Linked DNA regions of Mus musculus: regions 1, 2 and 4 are each linked to region 3. The links are chromatin contacts, called in public Hi-C and promoter capture Hi-C maps. All regions are on one chromosome and are shown on one strand. Each heading gives the region's core, a stretch centred on a gene start, on an enhancer-like site or on the middle of the called end of the contact. The rest is flanking DNA. Distances are from core to core; before and after follow the strand shown.

The links. Promoter capture Hi-C pulls out the DNA fragments that hold promoters and counts their contacts. Hi-C and Micro-C count contacts between places; a contact is called where the count stands out from the background.
Region 1: a contact with region 3 is called in a promoter capture Hi-C map of embryonic stem cells. The contact joins the enhancer-like site here to the promoter of Dmap1 in region 3. A contact is called at or near these places in 19 of 39 promoter capture datasets (the 3T3-L1 cell line, 3T3-L1-derived adipocytes, the C10 cell line and 12 more), 2 of 484 Hi-C or Micro-C datasets (nephron progenitors and olfactory sensory neurons), 6 of 115 datasets of contacts at active chromatin or transcription factors (embryonic basal ganglia, embryonic hindbrain, embryonic midbrain and 2 more) and 3 of 9 other capture datasets (liver, macrophages and pancreatic islet).
Region 2: a contact with region 3 is called in a promoter capture Hi-C map of embryonic stem cells, with 4 times the contacts expected there. The contact joins the enhancer-like site here to the promoter of Dmap1 in region 3. A contact is called at or near these places in 21 of 39 promoter capture datasets (the 3T3-L1 cell line, the C10 cell line, the HPC-7 cell line and 13 more), 9 of 484 Hi-C or Micro-C datasets (the C2C12 cell line, cochlea, embryonic retina and 6 more), 1 of 115 datasets of contacts at active chromatin or transcription factors (forebrain) and 3 of 9 other capture datasets (embryonic stem cells, liver and pancreatic islet).
Region 4: a contact with region 3 is called in a Hi-C map of cerebral cortex, with 9 times the contacts expected there. The contact joins the enhancer-like site here to the promoter of Dmap1 in region 3. A contact is called at or near these places in 20 of 39 promoter capture datasets (the 3T3-L1 cell line, the C10 cell line, the HPC-7 cell line and 11 more), 5 of 15 datasets of contacts at CTCF or cohesin (embryonic stem cells, hippocampal excitatory neurons, large pre-B cells and 2 more), 111 of 484 Hi-C or Micro-C datasets (the AtT-20 cell line, B cells, the C10 cell line and 50 more), 16 of 115 datasets of contacts at active chromatin or transcription factors (the HPC-7 cell line, astrocytes, bone marrow-derived dendritic cells and 10 more) and 2 of 9 other capture datasets (embryonic stem cells and liver).

What each region holds. Positions count from the first base shown.
Region 1 is chr4:117,358,756-117,362,019 of GRCm38.p6, reverse strand. The region is part of intron 2 of Rnf220 (ring finger protein 220); the gene reads left to right. Among named protein-coding and RNA genes, the nearest start is that of Gm40231, 41 kb to the right of the region's middle. Within about 2 kb of position 1,654, at least 27 of the 459 cell types and tissues checked have an H3K27ac peak or open chromatin away from gene starts, as enhancers often do. A contact at or near this core is called in embryonic basal ganglia and embryonic stem cells, where this site is marked.
Region 2 is chr4:117,342,248-117,345,140 of GRCm38.p6, reverse strand. The region is part of intron 2 of Rnf220 (ring finger protein 220); the gene reads left to right. Among named protein-coding and RNA genes, the nearest start is that of Gm40231, 24 kb to the right of the region's middle. Within about 2 kb of position 1,565, at least 23 of the 459 cell types and tissues checked have an H3K27ac peak or open chromatin away from gene starts, as enhancers often do. A contact at or near this core is called in embryonic stem cells and liver, where this site is marked.
Region 3 is chr4:117,680,205-117,683,515 of GRCm38.p6, reverse strand. It overlaps Dmap1 (DNA methyltransferase 1-associated protein 1), which reads left to right and starts at 1,291. Exons shown (of 11, transcript NM_023178.2): 1 at 1,291-1,302; 2 at 1,534-1,683; 3 at 2,151-2,242; 4 at 2,478-2,673. The coding sequence starts at 1,579.
Region 4 is chr4:117,322,338-117,325,452 of GRCm38.p6, reverse strand. All of the region lies in intron 2 of Rnf220 (ring finger protein 220), which reads left to right. Among named protein-coding and RNA genes, the nearest start is that of Gm40231, 4.5 kb to the right of the region's middle. Within about 2 kb of position 1,767, at least 32 of the 459 cell types and tissues checked have an H3K27ac peak or open chromatin away from gene starts, as enhancers often do. A contact at or near this core is called in the CH12 cell line, cerebral cortex, neural stem cells and 1 more, where this site is marked.

The DNA of each region.
Region 1 (3,264 bases), core at 405-2,904, 320 kb after region 3:
TCCCTCTCACTGTATTCCCACCTAAATTGTCCTTCATTTTTTCCACACATCCCAGTTCTCGGGGCTTGTCATTTCTTCTTTCTAGTTTGCCCTTATTTCCATATTCACCTGCTGAAAAGCAGCTTGCTGTTCAAGGCTGGTCTCACATGTCACCTTCGTTAAACCCCGTGGAATCTCTCCCTTCCTGGCCCTCCCGGAGTCCCCTGTGTTTTCTTACAACAGATATACCGAGTCCACCCCGTGTTGACATCGTCCTTTCTAATCCCCTCATAAAAGTGTAAACTTCTGGACAGAAACTGTTCAGCCTCATGTCCTGCACAATGCTTTGCACACAGTAGGCACCCCATGAATATTTATTCCACTGGATTGAAATACCTTGAAAACTAAGATCATCCATATTCATTTATTCACGCACTGAACAAACCCTGATTCAGGGATATATGTGACTGTGTCTTTCATAGCCTTGTCCAAATACTTTTCAATTCATTTACGCTTTCTGCTAGAGCTACCACTGGGGATAATGAATTTCTTAAGTTCCCTGGCCACTGCGTAAAACAGCAGCCACTTTGATTCCCCCCCCCTCCACTCCCCATGTGCTCTGGGTTCAAAGCAAACCCACTCTGCCTGTGGCATGGGGTTTTGTGAATGAATATGTACGCCCTTGCTGCCCCTTTGGCATTCCCTCAATGTCCCCTGCGGTCTTCCCATGTCCAGGCTTAAGAATGGGACATTCGATCTAACTACTTAAAGAGGTTTTGCAGCCCTGGATCTCCCCGGGATAGGGTACCAGGACAGAGCCGAGCCCGGCAGGTAGACCCATCCAGCTGGCTAGCTTGAGAAGTATGTGTTCCTTCTTGATATCTTATTCACAGTTGTCTTAGCTTCTTGGCCAACAGCCGTTGGAGCTGTCTAAATGAAGGATTTCCAGGTTCTCTGCCAGAACTGTGGCTGACCATGCAGAGTTGAGGAGTGGGGAGGGAGTTTGATGTGTTTATCACAAAAGGCCTTGCCTTGCGCTTGTCCGTGTTTAATTGAGTCTGTGTCCTTTTGCCCTGAAATCTTCCTGCCAGCTAAAACCAGATGGAAGCTGGAGAAGAACCTCCCTAGCCCAGCCCCCACCACACAGACAATGACAGGAGAGCCACACCTTAGCCGGGAGCCGGGGGCACTCTTCTGGTTGTCCGTGAAATGTAGGTCTCTTCTGTCTGCTCCTGTCTGCCTGCTCAGACACAGAAAGCGGAAGACCCCTCAGCCTTCAAGGTCCTCGTCTCAGACTTGGGGAAAAGGTTCAAGACATATGACAGTATCATTCATGGTAATACTACTGCTTATTGGCTGTGACCTAGATGTCAGGCATTTGATGTATTCTCTGTGCTGAGACTCAAGTTTAATCTGTACAGCAGCTCTACAGAGTGAATATTTTAACCCCGTTTGGTTAGAGAAAGATATGAATATGAAGCTCAGAGAGGTCCAGTAACATCTCCAAGGTCACACAGCTAGTTAACTTCATAGTGCTAGAATCCAGACCCAGGAAGTCCTATCCCAAAACCCATGTCCTTTGTTATAGTCTCAACATAGAACATGCAGCATCGCATGTAACAGCAGTGCCCAGTCTCTGGACTGCTTTGGGCTCTCCCGGGTTACGCAGCACCCAGTTTCACGGAGGCTTTGCGTATTGTAGCTTAAACATCATCTCCTAGAGGTAGTATCTCCGGCCTCATCACACCCGCCCCTGACCTCCTCAGCTGTTCTGTAGGCAATTGTGTATGTAACATTTCTCTTTTAGGCGTTGTCAGCCTCAGACTCTGGTCTCTGGCTTATGGGAGTTTCATTTCCACCCTCGTGGTGGTTTGTGGGAACAGGGCATTCCCCGGGCCCTGAAGGGCAGGTGCTGACAGGAGGGACCCATGGCCAAGATACCAGATTTCACTTTGCCAAGCGTTTCCTGCGAATGATTTAAGGCCCTGAACAGATAAGTGAGGAGCAAACCCGCAATGAAGTCAGCACTCTGCTTATTAAGTGGAAAAAGCTGCGCTCGGCTTATTGAAATGTTCATTAGACAGATATATAGAGATGAGAAAGGAGGAGGGAAGGCCCACAGCACCGAGAGAGATCCGGAGAGCTCCAGCAGGCCAGGCAGGCACCATCTCCGGGGAGTTTCCAGGCTGGCCCAGGAGGAGGAGGAGGTACTGGAGCAGGTGTGTGGGGCCCGCTCTGTCTTAAGCGAGGGAAGGCAGAAGGAAGGTAGACTTGGAGAGTTGCTCTATCTGTGGGACAGTGGGCAGAGACTTTGGCTGTAGGAAGTTAGGGTCTCAACCCACTTTAGAGCAGGCCCACTTTTCTTATCCCAGACATTGTCTTTGTTCTAAGAACATAACTGTTGAAGAACTGGGACGTCATTTCTCTGTCCACTGCTAAGCCAGGGGGCGTGTACCATGCTTACAGGAAAGTGCATGTATCCAGATACTCACTGAAGTATCCAGCTGCATGAGCCCTGAGTTCCTCTAGGAAATGTTTTTCCAAGTCAGAGCTAAAGCTTTCCAAAGCCCTCCTCAACCCAGGCCCAGCGCAGCTCTCCAGTGCTGCCCTGGCTCCCTGGCTCTGTGGCTTCTTCTGTCCTTCTCAGTGACCATCCTGGTGGCCCCAGCAGATCTCAGAGAAGGGTGGCCTTCAAAAGCCTATAAGTACCTGATGACATTGTCACAAGAGCCCCTGTTAAGTGGAGAGTGGGTGAAACCAGTCCTTGGTAAGTAGAAAGGAGCTTGCCCATCCCTAAGGTCTGGTTGGGGGCTAATTGAATGGATGCAATTCTGCCTCTCTCTCCATTCAGGTATTGGGACGAGAGGAACAGGTACTGTTTCCAAACAAGGAAAACAGCCTCAGGGTTACCCAACCGTTTGAGTGTTCCTTGCTTCATCAGTGTGGCTACAGGAAGGTATCGAGGTAGCCGTGGCCACATGGGTCAGAGAACCGATGTTGGCAGGAAATGTAAGCAGAACCATGGAGTGGTATCTTCAAGTTTCAGAATGCGGTTTGGCTCAACGGTCTCATCCATTTGTTCAACCAATGGTTGCTGAGCCCTAGTCACCTGCTAGGTACTGTGCGAGCACGGAGTCACGTGCCCTCCCTTCCTTTCCACAACCCTAACCTCGTGGAATGTCGCCATCATAATTCTTCATTAGCTCTTTTGTTCATCAAACAGTGATACCCAACTCATGATAGGGAAATGACTAAGGCATGAGTCCTGACCTAAAGTTTATGCTC
Region 2 (2,893 bases), core at 316-2,815, 340 kb after region 3:
CAAGGAGTTCAGACTTCATCTTCCTCATGTGGAGAACTGTGGAAGCTCTTGAAGGCTTGGAAGGAGGCAAGCTGTGTTGTCAGATTTGCCTAGGTCTTATAAGTGGAGTCCTGTGACATGAAAAGGGAGGTGGGGGCTGGAGAGATGGCTCGGTGGTTAAGAGCACTGGCTGCCCTTCCAGAGATCTGTGTTCAATTCCCAGCAAAGCAGCTCACAATTGTCTGTAACTCCAGTTCCAGGGGATCTGACACCCTTACACAGGCATATATGCAGGCCAAACACCAATGCACATAAAATAAAAATACATAAATTATAAGGAACAAAGAAAGAAAGAAAAGGAAAAAGGGAAGGAAGGAAAAAGGAAGGAAGGAAAAAATGGAAAGAAGGAAAAAGGGAGGTGGCAGGCAGGATCAAGACAACCAAGGTGGTGCCTAAGCAAAGCAACTGCTTGGAGTCAGTCAGTGGAGACACCAGGTCAGGAAAAAGAAGTGACCAGAACCCACTGAAGGAGACTAAAGGTTGGGTATTTTGGAAATCGTGCAATCCAGGATCAGAAGCAAGTCTGGGAGGAGGCCAGAAGAGTTCATCTCGGATAATTGGAGCCACGGGATTGTCATCCATTAGCAGTGTCTGACAGTCTCAGGGAGCAAAAGGTACAGACAGAAAGTTTAAAGTCAACAGAATAGAGATGATGGAACATAGATTCCCAGAGGATGTGTTCCGCTTAAGGCAGAACTGGGCCTCATAAGCCCTTCATCCCGTAACCCTTGCTCTCTGTTGAATCACCTCTCTGTGTCTCCTGAGTTGCTCTCTGCCCAGTCGCACTCTCCATGTGACTGTGAAGAGCTGTGGCACGCATGCTCTCCTCCACAGACCTCCTGCTTTCCACCTGCAGGCTTACCACCCTGCTTTGCCTGGCTTCACTTCACTTGCCTGGCCCCTGCCCACTCCCCAGATTGTGCTTCCCGGCTTCCATTTGCTTACACTTGAGATGTGTGCCTTGCAGCCCACAAGCACACCACACCCATCCGTGCTCCTGTTTAGGAAGACTCCGGTGGCACACACCTATAATCATATACCTAAGAGGCCGAGGCAGAAGGGTCATGAGTTCAAAGCCAGCTGAAACGAAGTGGGAAAAGGGAGGAAGAAATGAAGGAGTGAAAGGAGAGAGAGAGAGAGAGAGAGAGAGAGAGAGAGAGAGAGATTATTTACTTAGCTCAGTAAAGAGTTTACTTGCTTGGTGTTCATTGCTTACTTCCTTGGTGATCGCAGGGCCTCATTTGTTCTCCTGTTTTGTGAGGACTGGACAGAGAGGGCACCCCACTCTGCCTGCCTGCCTTAGGGGTTCTGTAATTCTGCGATTCTGCCTGTTCTCCTTCTTACACTATGTAAACACAGCAGTCTACTGTATCTTCGAAGTCACTGTGACGAACCTTCCCTTCCCTGAACCAAGTGAGGTGCCTGCTTTATACTTGCGTAGCCTCTGGTGGGAGCCACCCCTGGGACCGTGGCTGTCTCTGTGTTTTGATTACCTGCCCTCTCAGCAACCTGCCCGCTTGGGAAATATTTGTTTAATAAATGAGATAATTGTGCCCCATGTTGACTGCTAGAGCTACCAAGTTAACTGGGACAAGGTCCTTATCCTGGTCAATAGCCAGTCTGTGTGTGGACACGCACTGTTTCCCTGGGGTGGATCACCATAGACCATTTAATAACAGTAGCACATGTCTTCCGTGGACATTGTCTCTTTTGATCTTTACAGTGGCGTTGAGAGAATGCAGGGAAGGCAGATTATTAGTTCCCAGGTCGTAGCTATAGGGAAGACAGAGGTGGAGAAAGGCTGCCATCTTTGTTGTTCCAAGTTCACTGCTTGAAGGAGAGGATATGGAAGCCATGGAACTCAAGCTGTTCTTTTTTAGGGGTGCCTACCAGCAGCTCCTCATCCTGCCTCCTCATCTTCCCTGCCTTTGGCAGGGGAGATCCTCCCCCCACCCTCCGCCCGCCCCACCTTCCCCGTACTATTGCTTCCCCACCCAAGTTAAGCTTGGGGTAACTCTGAACTAGGACTGGCTACTACTAGGCTGGCTCTAACCAGAGCTCCTCAGCCGAGCCAGGCAGGATGGGCCTCAGTGTAAACCGGATTTGCCTTGTAAACAGCTGAGCAGCTGGGCTCCGTCTTGGCAGGGGAGCCCCAGCACAACCCAGCAGGACATCCCCAGCTCAGCGGGGCATTGTCCAAAGAAAAAGGGGGGTAAAAGCTGAGTAAACAAGAAAGGATGGCCAGATTTTGATTCTCGGACTTGTTATTTCAGCCGCACTGGACCGATGGTGTACCGGCCATGGGGCGGGCCCCCCACTCTCTAGCTTTGTTAAACCAGAAGGGCTAAAGTCTGACAGATCTTCCCACCCCTTCCTCATAGGCTTAAGTGGGGACTGCTGGTACGTGAAGGTGGGCTCCAGGAGCTGACTGGAGGGCAAAGAGTTGGGCGTTTGCCAAGTTGCTGTGTTGATGCAGACAGTAGCCCAAGGACTTCATAGAGCAGGTGACACTGAGGGTCAAGTGGCCAAGGCTGTTGACAATGTTACCTTAGACATCTCCACTCTGTAAGGCAAGGCCATCCTGGCCATTCTAACCTTGTAATAATCTTGGTCCCCAAGTCCCACTTGGAACCTCAGTCTCAGGCTTCGCAGCCTAGTAATCCTGGGTCTTGGGCCAAATGCAAGCTTCCAGTGTCCTCGGGGTTTTCATCTCCAAACTACGGTCTGCTGTTTAGTTGTGTTTCTGTTGTAGTAAAATACCCTGGCAGAAGCAACAAAAGAGAAGAGGTTCGTTTGGCTTACAGTTCTGGGTTCTGTAGTTCATTGTGACCCGGAAGTCAAGTGACTCAAGTTT
Region 3 (3,311 bases), core at 42-2,541:
TATTGACAACCTAAGTACATAGACATGTGGCGTGGTATGTGTGTGTATTACTATTGCTTCCATGAAACACCATGACCAAAAGCAAGTTGGGGAGGAAAGGGTTTATTTGGCTTATACTGCCACATTGCTATTTATCACCAAAGGAATTCAGGACAGGAATTCAAACAGGGTACGATCCTGGAGGCAGGAGCTGATGCAGAAGCTATGGAGAGGTATTGTTTACAGGCTTGCTTCTCCTGGCTTGCTCAGCCTTTTATAGAACCCAGGACTACTAGCTAAGGAATAACACCGCCCACAATGGGCTGGGCCATCCCCACTGACCACTCAATAAGAAGATGCCTTACAGCTGGATCTTAAAGGCAGTTTCTCAGTTAAGGTTTTCATCTATCAGATAACTCTAGTTTGTGTGTTGACAGTACAGTGTGTGTGTGTGTGTGTGTGTGTGTGTTGTACATTACACTGCCCCCCCCCCCAAAAAAAAAAGAGTCAAGATTCACAACTCATTTTAGGGGAATTGTAAATTAAATAAAGAAGTTAAGAGCCTGACCTGGTGGCACATTCCTGTAATCCCAGCACTTGAGAGGCAGGGGGATCGCTGTGAGTTAAGAGGCCACCCTGGGTGGTGGGGAAAGAAAAGGGATAGGAAGGAGGAGGCAGAGAGGGAGGGAGGGAGGGAGGGAGGAAGGGAGAGAGAGAGAGAGAGAGAGAGAGAGAGAGAGAGAGAGAGAGAGAGAGAGAGAGAGAGAGCTTCTATTTTACTCTCTTGGCAGCTGGAGAAGCTAGTTTAGCTCTGCTTTGAAAGTTTAGCACAATGGCAATGCCTGGTAATATAGAGAGGCACTGAATGAGCAGAGGCAATTACTATCATTAATCCAGTTAATTAAGAAAAAAAATAATGTTCCAGGCACTGTGCCATTGTTTTACATGGGTTATTGGTATTTCACTTAAGCAGGAGCTGTTACAATTTTCATTTTGTAAACAAATTAAGTGTTTTGAAATAGGTTTTGAGAAAATAAGTGACTTTTCAATGTCACAGAGTTCTCTTCAGGTTTTCTTTTCATTGCCCGGGACACAATGTAGAGAAATAGAAGGTAAATGTCAAAAGCAAGCCCCGCATCGCCTCGCGCGGATTCCTGGGAGCACAGCAGGAATTCCAGGCGAGCGACTCAGCCTGCCCGGTAGCTTGCACACTGGGTTGCTAGCCGGCTCCTGTTTGTCTAAGCACCGACCGGAAGTGTTTCTAAGGGTTGCGTTTCTACGACGCACAGCCGGAAGTTCCTATCCGTGGGTCTTCAGAGAGAGGTAATTTGAGGAGTGGGCTACAGCTGGGGGGACTCAGGTGTGGCTCCCCGGGGATGGCGAGGCAGGGAGGACAGTGTGACCGTAAGGGACACCTGCGCGGGGAGGCGGAGAACGAGGCAGCACCCAAACCTGGTGTGGACCATTCTGGCGCTGGCCTCTTCACCCTGCCCCCACTTGGAGCGGGAGTTGCAGGGACACCGCCCCCTTAACGGTAGCACAGTCTTTCTGCAGGTACCGACCCTTGACGTCGGGGTACTACCTCATCCCTCGGGCGTGATGGCTACGGGCGCAGATGTACGAGACATTCTAGAACTCGGGGGTCCAGAGGGAGATGCCGCCTCTGGGACCATCAGCAAAAAGGATATTATCAACCCGGACAAGGTAGCAGGGGCATTTGAGCGGGCTGAAGTGTGGGTGAAGGTGTTGGCGAAGGGATGGGAAGGGGTGTTACCAGAAGAGAGATGGTGGAAGTGATAATAAAAGGAGAGCTACAATGGAACAAGAGCATGCCACCCTTAATGTAACGAAGAGGGGACACTGGGAGGTGGGGACCAAGAGAGCGGGGAAACCGCCAACGGACGAGAGGACCGAGGGAACCTGACACTTGTAAGTTGTTGGGAAGAGAGAGCAAGACATTGTGACAGTCTTGAGGTGAGGGAAGGACTTTCTTCCCTGATAACTCAGACGCGAGCGGGGAGAGGAAACCTGTGCAGACGGTGTAGAGACGCTCCCATGAGTGGGTTCCCGGGACTTTAGTTCAGCATTTGTTTGTTCAGGTTGGGCTGGGTAAAAACTTCAAGGAAGGGTGGGTCTGGGCCATCATTTTTTCCCTGTGGTTTTCTTCCCAGAAAAAGTCCAAGAAGTCCTCAGAGACGCTGACCTTCAAGAGGCCTGAGGGCATGCATCGGGAGGTCTATGCTTTGCTTTACTCTGACAAAAAGCAAGTATTGGAATCCCAAGTCCTCCGTGTTTCCCCTAGCTCACCAGGCATAGCCCTATGTCCCTATTTTCTCTTCTACTTTCCCCCACGCCAGTATCCCCAACTAGGGCTCCTCCTGCAGGACAGCTCAGTGTCTTGCTCCAGGACATGACTTCCTTATTCTGGGGTAGACTGAGCTTCATGGCTTTAGAGGTTCTTCACACACCTGCTTCTAACCTTTCACCTCCACTGCCAGGGATGCACCCCCACTGCTGCCCAGTGACACTGGTCAGGGGTATCGGACAGTGAAGGCGAAACTGGGGTCCAAGAAGGTTCGCCCTTGGAAATGGATGCCTTTTACTAACCCAGCTCGAAAGGACGGCGCTATGTTTTTCCACTGGCGACGAGCGGCGGAGGAGGGCAAGGACTACCCTTTTGCCAGGTTCAATAAGGTGAGCTGCTAACAGAGCAAAGCTGAGCCACTTGCTGAGTTCTCCAGTCTCCCAGGGCTGGCTCCAGATGTGCTCAGTCCCAGCCTCAGTTACCCACTCGGTTCTAGGTCAAGTGCTGCTTGTGGGTTTCTTCTGCCTGTTGCATTCCGCCCTTTTCTGGATCTCCTGTGGGTTTTAGTGGCTTCCCTTGGCCCTTCAAGTACTGCTGCTCCTCACAACTGCATCCTAGGTGCAGCTTCCTGCTTCTCCATGCTTCTTCATTGTTCTTCTTTAGCTCTGTTACTTCAGCAGCTAATGGCCTCACCCCAGAAGATCTCATTTACTAATACTCCTTTCTGAATGTCCCATTTGGTTTGTGTCACCATTTGTATGGCACATGCCAGCAGACCAGAGGACACTTGAGAGCTGGGCCCCAGAGATCAAACTTAGGTTTGAGCCACCTTGTCAAAACTAAGAGTGGTCAGGGAGGGCCTCTCTGGGAAGGTGGTATTTGTTACCAATCAAATCTCAGCCTGTGCTCTTCACCCTTTATGGCTAAGCACCCTAAACCAAGACCAGTTAGTTTTTTGGTCTAGATTGTAGAGCCTTACCTAAAGCAGGGCCTTTTCCAGTCTCATCCAGCCATTGAGAGGAAAAGC
Region 4 (3,115 bases), core at 518-3,017, 360 kb after region 3:
ATCTAGGCGAGGCTCCAACTCATAGCCAGCCTCCTGCCTCAGCCCCCCAGGTACTAGGATTGCAGAGTAAGCCACCATACCTGGCTCAAGTTTTTAAATGAAAGGGGACAGTGCATTTGAAAGCAGCCCTTTCTGGGTTTATGCTCCTGCAGTCTACATCTGAAGAGTGAGTCACAGCAGGTGGCCTTCCAGCTGGAAAGGCCAACATGCTCCTACTTCAATTGCTATCCTACAGATCAATTAACCAATTACAAATCAGCTAATTAATTCAGTTGCATTCCCACTTAACAGACTGTCAGCCTTGGAAATGGCCAGCACATACAAACTGCCACCTCTAAGGTGCCTGCTGCTTTACTGCCCAGCAAGCCCAAGCAGCGGATGAGAATAGGAAAGAAGGGGCTGGAGAGATGGCTCGGTGGTTCAGAGCACTGGCTGCTCATCCAGAGGTCATGAGTTCAATTCCCAGCAACCACATGGTGGTTCACAACCATCTGTAATGGGATCTGATGCCCTCTTCTGTCATAAAGGCATATATGCAAATAGAGTATTCATATATATAAGTAAATTTACAAAAGGAGGAAGGCCCTAATAGAAATGTAGGTGTGGAGAGGAAACCCTTGCTAGGTGCTTTGTCTGCCTCTTTCCCCACAGAGCTACACCACCTCCTCCTTCCCTTGAAGCCAGGGCTGCCTTCACACATGCATGCTAAGACAAAGCAGAGGGATGGGGATAACGAGTCTGCAGCATGCCCCATCTCTAGATTGCCAGACTGCCTATCTCCTCTGCCTGCAGCAGTGGCTCCTATGCAGGCACCTTGGCCTCAGACACCCCCCCCCCCACTGCCCATTGCTCTATCATAGTCTGGCATCCAGAGGAGAGTGGAGCAGAGGACCCCGAAAGGCTATGGTGGAGGATGAAGGGAAGAGACAGAGGGAACCCCCTGGGAACTGGAGCTAACTAGAGAAGGTGGAGTTGGATGTGAGTTTAGGGAGGCTAGAGGAAGAGGCTAGAGTTGGCTCAGAGACCTGGAGTTAGATTCCAGTTTAGAGTGCCTCTGGGTTTGGGTAAGTCTGCCTCCGCCCAAAAGAAGAGGATTCAAATCGTAACTACCATGGGCTCTGATTTGGAACCTAGTGTAGCAAAATAAGAGGGAGGGTGGAGGTTGGTTTTGGAGGAAAGCCGAGCCTCTAGTTTCTCCAGCGGGGAGCTGCCTAGTCGGGGGCCCTTGACACTCATAGTGCAGCCAGTGGCCAGCATCACCTAGGAGCTTCTGAGAAACGCCACCGAGGCCCCACTCCAGAGCTGGTGAATCAAATCTACATCTTCACATGACCCCCAAGTGTCCGGAGTACACTTAGTTTGAGAGGCATGTGTGAAAGCTTTTCTGGAAGGCCTGAGACAGGGGCAGGAAGCCAGGGGGCACCCACAGCACCAGGGCCCCTACCTAGCACCCCCTCCCAGTGCTGGAGCCACAGCGACACCTACTGGCTATGAACATCTAGGCCGCCTCCTCCAGGACGTTTGCTTTACGGTCCATCCAGCCTTTCCTAGCCTGAACCCCCCACCCCTGAACTAAAGATGGCCTTCCTGCGTTCTGGGAATTTGGAGGAGGTACAGAGTGGTCATGAGTTCAGTGTGAAACAGAGCTGTGTATAGGCTGGGAACTGGGGCCTTGGAGTAAAGAAGGCAGGCATACAATGCTTAGGACACATCCCCAGTCCTGGCCAAGGCTCAGCAGCACTGAGCACATGTTCATTGGCTATTGTCACTCTGACCCAGGTCCAGATGGCCAGGGTTCAGCGGTGCGCTCCACCCATCATCAACCGATGCCCTATGAGAAGCTGGGATTTAGATGAGCATCTAAATGCCTGTCTCCCATAGGGGGACCTTTAGAGGAGTCACTGTTTAAAAACACAGCTTGGCCAAGTGTCAGATATTTACAATCCAAGGTGGTGGTCAGTCGTTGCTCATTTTCATGACAGAATTCTAAGTCAAAGGGGACACTGGGGCCAAAGGGCTAAAAAAAAAATGTCAGGAAGGAAACCAACCCACATTTGAGGCAAGTCTCAGCTGACCTAACCCCAAGGGACTTGGTTCACCAGGGCTGTCAGGAGAAGGTCTTATATCTGGACAGCAGAGACCACCCCTGTCATTTCCAAACCCCTGCTCTTGCTGGATCCCCTCCCACTAGCCTGCTCTGTGTAAAGAGGTTTGCCTGGGAACTAAATGAATGTGATTGCCCACAGTGCTTGCCATTAGTGGTGATTAGTTAAAACATCAGAGTCTAAACAGTCAATTGGTTCTAATAATTAATACTGTGGTTCAACGGTGATTGAGAAAGGGAGGGGAAAAGAGACAAGAAGAGAAAAAAGAAAACTCAGACTGACAGATAAGCCCCAGCCCCACAGCTACCGTTTCTTGACCTGTATTGGTACTCTGTGCCAGGGCGTTTCTGCCCCGACTCTGCTCTCATAAATCACACCATTCTCTTAGGCAATATCATTATTATTATTATCTCCGATCTGTAGCCAAGAAAAATGTGGTGTGGGCATATAAAAGCTACTTGATCCTTGGTAACAATTTGTTAAGTGGATAAATAAATATGTATAAAGTAGCCAGAACTGAAAGCCCAGGTTAGCCTGATTCCAAACTCATGGTACACCCTTCTCCCAGCCACACCCCTCACGTTCTTCACACACAATAGTCTGTGTCCTTCCTGCATCGACATCCCTTGTCCACAGCTCCCACACACAGCTTCCTGTCCTTTCTCCTGCTCATCGCCTGTCTCTCATCCCAGTTCTTAGATTGTCGCCGGCCCATCATAACACCACTAAAAGAGTGTTTGGGAAATGAAGCAAATATTCCCGTCCAGCTCCTCCTCTGTCCTTCACCCCAGGAGCTGGGCCCCAAAGGCTGGGCTTGCTAACCTTTAACTGCTCCCACGCCCAGATCTGGACTTTCCTGCCTGGTTCTGGGAAAGGAGTTGCCATCATGGAGCAGGCTCTGCTGCTCCCCACCCCCCTCCCAGGTCAGAAGTAGCAGCAGGAGCAGCAACTAGGAGGATGGCTGTGTGTGCGTTGCTATTAATCACCCCTCCTGGTCCGCTAACGAGGCT